Linked DNA regions of Mus musculus: region 1 is linked to region 2. The links are chromatin contacts, called in public Hi-C maps. All regions are on one chromosome and are shown on one strand. Each heading gives the region's core, a stretch centred on a gene start, on an enhancer-like site or on the middle of the called end of the contact. The rest is flanking DNA. Distances are from core to core; before and after follow the strand shown. Region 1 overlaps Zswim6 (zinc finger SWIM-type containing 6). Region 2 has its middle 120 kb from the start of Gm31715.

Region 1 (3,505 bases), core at 185-2,684, 500 kb after region 2:
AAGAAGAAGGAAGAAGGAAGAAGGAAGAAGGAAGAAGGAAGAAAGAAGAAGAAGAAGAAGAAGAAGAAGAAGAAGAAGAAGAAGAAGAAGAAGAAGAAGAAGCAGCAGCAGCAGCAGCAGCAGCAGCAGAAGCAGCAGCAGCAGCAGCAGCAGCAGCAGCCCACCCCCCATACATCCATGTCTTAGTTTTGTTTGTTTGTTTGTTTGTTTGTTTTCGAGACAGGGTTTCTCTGTGTAGCCCTGGCTGTCTTGGAACTTACTCTGTAGACCAGGCTGGCCTCGATCTCAGAAATCCGCCTGCCTCTGCCTCCCGAGTGCTGGGATTAAAGGCGTGCGCCACCACCCGGCAAAGAAGTTTTAAAGAATGGTAACATACACACATCATAACCCTAGCTGACCCAAAAGCAGATACCGAAAGACAGGTTTTTAAAAAACTAGTGATGATGTCTTTAACTGTGACCTTTGTGCAGAAAAGGGGTCTGGAAACTCACATGGCCAATCACAATCATCTTATATTGTTACATACAAGTGCATGTTTTTATCCTAAATATTGCCATAAAACACACACATGCACACTTTGAGAAGAAAACACTCCAATTATTACAATACTGCTATAAAAACTCAGAACACCCTTAAATTCTGTCAGTTTAGCACTGCCCTCAGAAGCCCTTGGGTAATTTGTGACTGACCATTTTGCCTCTGCCAAACTTGCAAAGTCCAAGTTTGTGTGGTGTATTTTTTCTTAGTCTATAAGCCTCTTCACATAATTAAACCCTCGTGACTCACAGGATGGGTGACCACGACGCCTAATGGAATGATCAAGATCACGCAGAAGAAGTTGGATTTTTTTTTTTAAAGAATTACTTATTTACTTATTATGTGAGTACACTGTAGCTGTCTTCAAACACACCAGAAGAGGGCATCAGATCCCATTACTGATGGTTGTGAGCCACCATGTGGTTGCTGGGAGCTGAACTCAGGACCTCTGGAAGAGCAGTCAGTGCTCTTAACTGCTGAGCCATCTCTCTCTAGCTCCAGAAGATGTTTCTTAACAGTCAATTAAAATGAACAGCAGAGGTAACTTCAGCAGCCAATCAAAGCAGCCTTTCTTTGTTAACCTAGTCAAGTCACTGAAGTTTTCCAGGAAGTTCAGTGACCCCTTTTCAGAGCCTTCATCCAGGACTGTCCCAGGTCCACTACCCACACCTCAAGTTGCCTAAACACCCTACACACAAAAATAGCTAATAAATTTGTGATTCTCACTCACATTAACCAAGAGCTAGAAGACGAACAAAACTCTCAGCTATGACTAAGCAAAATGATTTAATTAAGTCAAGAAAAACAAATGTGAACGGTGAAGTTAACTGTTAACAGGCACAGAAAAGGGACAGATTTAAGAGAAAAACAGCTCTAAGCCTAGTAAAGATGCCATCATGGTTAAAGCCAACATTTTTCTTCAAAGGCTAATGTGTCAGCCTCAATAACCCAGAGCTATCGTGTCCAGGATGGTTTTCATGCAGATATTTTCGAATTTGACTCTTTTTCACTTATATTTCCCTATTTTTTGATCTCTGCTTTACACTGCATGAGAGCTTCTTAGATTTCTTTCCTGTGCCAAGTCAAAAATAAAAATGGATTTTAGTAACAAAAGTCAAAGGTCTCAGTATCCAGCAAAAACCACCTTTCTGTTCCTTCATCCGAAAAATCTGCAAGACTTTACAGTCTCTTCCTTTCTCAAAAGAGGGGAAATAGAGTTTGAAATATCCAAGTTAATATGTAAGTTATATTTGGTTTTGTTTAAAATTAAACAGAAGCCGTACCGAACTTACAAAAAAGAAAGTTGTTGTCTTTTACTACAAAGTATCATTATCGACAATCTTAGTATTAAAAACTCCTAACCTGCTCCCTCACCCCAAGGTTTCTGTAACCCTCTCCGGCACCCAAAGCGATCCGACCCTCTCGTTGTCAATCACTTACGGATCCCGCCCTGCCCCGCCCCTCCCCGCCCACTCCAGCAAGCAGAGTCTGAGCACCGCTCTGGCCTGGGGCTGAACCGGTGGCGCTGACGTCAGCTGGCGACCGCGGCCGCATTCCTAAACAGTTCAGACAAACCCAGTGGTGGGAAGCTTCGAAAGCCCTCAGCTGTAGTGAGGGAAGCAAGGGCTTGGCTGGCAGCCAGACTCCTGAGCTCAGCATTTTGTAATGCACTTCCTTTTTACTTAACAGCTTGCATAATGCCCTTAACCCTTTCTTACCTGCATCTCACCTTTAACCCCTTCTTTTCTGGGTCCAAAACATTCCTTGCAACTCAGTCTTCCCATGAGTCTGTAATATGTTCTCACCAAATCACAACTGATTGACTTTTAATACTGCTGAAGACGGAATTTAATTAAACACACATGCTCCCCACTACCTAACTAAAGTACCCAAATTTTGCTTCTGAAAATAACGTTAATTTTTAAGCATAAAAACATTTTATTAATTCTTAAGCCTTTTTTTTCCTAATGATAATAATACTGAAGAATAAACTAGGACCCTGAGCAGGCTATGCATGGGAACGCTATCGCTGAGCTACACTGCAGCACTAAATATTCTAATATTCTCAAGACCCTTCATAATTTATGCTTTCAGAAACTTTTTTGTGTATATATAGAGTAGCTTCAAATAGGTCACACTGCAGAGCAAAGGGCATACAGTGGCAGAATAGCTACCCAGCCCTATCTCTGGCAGCATGGTGCTCAGTAGGGACTAACTCCACAGCTAGACAGCAAGTTTAAGGTCAGCCTGGACTACATTAAACCATCTTTAATTACAACACCTCCATGGAGCATCACTGGATCCCAGGCAACACCTGCACTGGACATTGAGTGTGTGCACACCTCCTTCACAGAGGCTGTCTAGCACCCTCTCGCTGCTGCTACCTGAAGCTGCACATCTTCTCGAGCATCTCTCGAGCTCTGCATTTTGTACTGTGTGTTCCCTTTGTGACACACGACTGCAGAGTCTTTGCTCAGCCGCTGTTACCAAAATTCTTTTTGGAGAACAGATTTCAGTACTTTAATGCACACTGTTCATCCTTGGGATGCAGCAGGGCATGTTTACCCTTTAAGAGCAGATTGCTTCTTTGTAGACGATCCCACCATACCCTTTGTTCAATTTTCTATTGGTCTTTCAGTCTTCCTAATGTGTAGTTGCTTTACTTAAAATTCATTTTTATTTTGTTTTTGTTTTTCAACAGGCTGAAGAGGTGGCTCAGCAGCTAAGCGCACCTGAGCTCTTGGAAGGGGATCGAGGTTTTGTTCTCGGTACCCACAATACAGGCTCACAACTGCCTAAAACTCCAACCGCAGGGGATCTGACACCCTCTTCTGACCTTCCAGGCACCTAGACATACATATACTTAGGCACACACAAATATACATAAAAGACCTGAATAAATCTTCAAAAAATTTTACATATACATGAGTGTGTGTGCACAGCATACATGTACAGGTCAGAAGACATC
Region 2 (3,621 bases), core at 704-3,203:
TTATGAAAATATACATACTCATACTTTTAACATTCAGCTATTGAGTTCCAATTAAGACCTTCCATAAGTATGTATTTTTTTTGTCTTTAGGTACTCATTAGTTGTTTTATATTTCTCCATTTCCTACCACTAAAGTTTCACTTCTTGAGAGGCCAGATGAAGAATGTTATGGAGGGTGATGGAGAGCTTGACAAGAGAGGTTTCTGTTGACTGACAGTGGAAACCTAGTTGGAGCAGATTGAAAAAGAACACTGGGAGGCATGTGGCTGGAGAGACGACTGAATACATAGAGTATTTGTCTGTATTTGATTCCTGGCATCCACATCGTTGGTTGAAGGAAAGGAATGGGCTCCTGCAGGTCAACCTGTGACTCCCACACCTACACATGTCATGCATTCCTCAATACATATGATTTTTAAAAACCTGGGCATGCATGGTGATCTGCCTATAATCCCTAGCTTAGGAGAAGTAAGGAGATTCCCCAAGATATGCTGGCTAGAGGTGTAGCTAGACCAGTCAAATCCCAAGTTTCTGGTTTAATGAGAGTTTCTGCCTCAGTGAATGAAGGAGAGAACGACTGAGGGGGATGCTCAATGTCAACTCTTGGTCTTCACATGGATGCTATTCTCACATGTGTGACATACCCCCCACACACACACACACACAGAGAGAGAGAGAGAGAGAGAGAGAGAGAGAGAGAGAGAGAGAGATGAGGAAATGGTAGCAGCATGCAGATGTGGGCCTCAGTATTTACAGGTTTTGTACCTGCGTAGTCCATTAAGCACAGACTAAAGATATTGAGAGAAAAAGGTCTAGATGAACCGTGTCCAAGCCCTTTTCATCATTGTCATTATTTCCTAAAGAAAATCATATGCCAACTATCTATATTAGCAGCAATCTAGAGATAGTTTTAAGAACATAGGATGATGTTTGTAGATTATATGCAGATATGTCTTAAGGGACATGTGCATCCATGAGTTTTGGTATTCATGAGCTTCCTGGAACCCATGCCTCAAGATTATTGAGGGAAAAGAGTATTTACATCTCTTATGAGAATTATTGTTTTAAGAAAAGGCAAAAAGCCCCCGCCACAGAACCAAAAACAAAAATAGGAAAAGAAAAAAGAGGTAGTTGCTGGTACGTGAACTCTAGAGAGAGACTCTTTTCTAAGAAGGTAGACATTCTAAGACTCACTGTATCTGAAGAAAAATATAGATATAGGTTACCATATATTCAGAGTTTTCGCCAAAAGGCTGAGGCCAGCTTATAGATCTCGGGCTCATTTTATCAAGAGCAAAACTACCTTACATGCCCTGTGTCTTTAAGCAGAGCTGCCAGGGTGGAGGAGGCCCAGGAACACTCCTTTTTTTTTTCTGCCAAGTTAGCAAGCTTTGATTCAAGAGACCATACCATCCCAGAACTGGCCAGTCATAGCATCCTAACCTCTCATTAAACCAACTGTGGAGTCTGAGGCTTAGCAGAGTTAGACTTGAAACTTTGCTCTCAGAATTCTACTGGGTAAGGATTTAGAACGTGGCTTTGGGACCTAAAAATACCTCTGAGTGGAATTATGCCATAGTTTATTAGTTGCATAACCCCCAAGGCAAGTTATCCTTGGTTTTCACATCAGCTGAATGACAGAACTCTACACTATTTCAACAAATAAGCATTGGAATGAGGCATTTTCTTCTACAATTGTAAAATTAAACCAAGAGAAGACAAGTGCTTCGTCCAGTGATGGGTATTAGGGTAAGCACTGATTCACGTTGGCCATTTGCATGCATAGAAATGAAATGTTATAAACTTGCATGTACAGAAAAATTCTAAAAATGTTATGGATACTTCTACAAATGGGATATAATAAACACCAGAGAAAGCACACAGGCCACAATGTTTAGTCTAAGTCTTGCTAAGCGTGTAACTAGCTGTAGTCACTGTGCTCATAGACTCTTACTCATGGTTGACTCAAGTCTAAGGCCTTTTTCCAAGGCCTGTTTGGCCTGCCCATGTGCAATGGTTATCTTCTCTATGAAAACTTCAGAGTCACCTCCCTCCCACATGGACGCAGGATACCCCTGTTCTCTCTTGCTCTTTGAAGCTAGCCAGGAGTTTAAATTTGCTGGTTGTGGCTACGGGTTGCCAGGAACAAAAACCAATCGTCTTTCAATGGCTTCAGAATTGCCTGACAGGAACAGAATGAGTGCAACAAAGCTGTGGACCCGGGCAGAAAGGCTGAGGGACAGGAAAGGAAAGCTATCTTTGCCAGCTCTTCCCAGAGCTATAAATGTACTCACTTTCAGCGGGCTGGCCAGACGCTGCCTCTGCTTCTTTGGGTAGGTGTCCTCCTTTCTTGTTGCCCCATATTCTGCTTCTTGACATTATCACAGATTCTGTTTGTAGTAGTCCAAGTAGCTTAGGATGTTTGTTCTCTCCCTTGGGAACCCAATTCCCCCCTTTGAAAAAAGAAATTTCCCAGTCACCACTTTGCTTAAACCATGTTTCCAATGTTAGTTTTCTTCTCGCTGGAGATGAGCAAGGCAGGGCAGAATTAAAACCCAAAGAACAGCATAAGTTAATTGGAGTCTGAAAAGATCAGGATACTCAAAGCTCAGCTTGATAAAACCCCATAGGGTTTGGAAATGAGTCTTATGGGATCCAAAAAATAAAATAAATAAAATTTAAAAACCTGTTTCCTATTGCCCCAGGGATCCACTTACCAACTTTCTATAGTAATCTTTGAACTTCTGAACTACAATCAAAGGCTTAGTTTAAATAAACAATATATTTATGCTTCTACTTTACATATACTGCTGAAAAAGTGGCTGAGATGCAAAATAAAAGTTTTATAATCTTCTTAGTTATATAAACTGTACTATAGTGGAAAATATTGTGCCAAGATGCCTGACTTTTTTTGGCTATAACTGACATATACATAATTTTATCTTTCTCAGTTAAACACACACACAAACACACACACACAGTGTAAGCTAATGTACCCTCTAAAGTGGAAACTTAAGGGTTCTTTGGAGAGTCAGTTGTGTTGGATGATGTTCTGCTAGGGCAAATGTGAAGGTGTGCTTTCCTGAAGCAGAAACAGGTGAAAGGATGTTCTTCTAAAGCAAGCACATGAAAAGACACATGATGAAGAATTCTTTGATAACAACAGGCATGTAGTGGTCCACCTTATATTGCATAGTTGAGCTCCATTTGTTGGGACTCCATAGAGAGAAACACACAAAAACAAAAACAAAACTGGTGGTATGCTTGCAGCATCTTGCTGCTTCCTTGGACTTGGGCCAAGTGGCAAAGTGATGTCAGCTGAGACAGACTCTCGTGGAGTTTTGCTAAGACAGACACACATGCTGAGGCAAGACATGTGATGAGGTAAGACCCATTAAGGACACATGGTGCTTGGAGGGATTATAAATAGGACTCAAGGGACTGTGAGAGAGGCTTATTGGTAGATCTTGCTGTACAATGCTTCTTGGTCTCTCGTCTTCACTGATCTTTACTTCGCTGAGAGAGGCATGGCAGTGAACTTCTAGTGTTCCTGCTGGTCCCAATGTCTCCTGCTGAGTCATGCAGATTCAGCTGAGGCCTGCCTGTTCCTCCTAGGTCATA

Evidence for each region. A called contact is a pair of places that touch in the nucleus more often than the background predicts.
Region 1: a Hi-C map of the C2C12 cell line shows a contact between it and region 2, with 4 times the contacts expected there. The contact joins two enhancer-like sites. A contact is called at or near these places in 1 of 39 promoter capture datasets (cranial neural crest), 1 of 484 Hi-C or Micro-C datasets (the C2C12 cell line), 1 of 115 datasets of contacts at active chromatin or transcription factors (embryonic stem cells) and 1 of 9 other capture datasets (embryonic stem cells).

Annotation. Positions count from the first base shown.
Region 1 is chr13:107,829,282-107,832,786 of GRCm38.p6, forward strand. The region is part of intron 5 of Zswim6 (zinc finger SWIM-type containing 6); the gene reads right to left. Among named protein-coding and RNA genes, the nearest start is that of Zswim6, 59 kb to the right of the region's middle. Within about 2 kb of position 1,435, at least 110 of the 459 cell types and tissues checked have an H3K27ac peak or open chromatin away from gene starts, as enhancers often do. A contact at or near this core is called in the C2C12 cell line, where this site is marked.
Region 2 is chr13:107,327,263-107,330,883 of GRCm38.p6, forward strand. No RefSeq gene overlaps it. Among named protein-coding and RNA genes, the nearest start is that of Gm31715, 120 kb to the left of the region's middle. Within about 2 kb of position 1,954, at least 19 of the 459 cell types and tissues checked have an H3K27ac peak or open chromatin away from gene starts, as enhancers often do. A contact at or near this core is called in the C2C12 cell line, where this site is marked.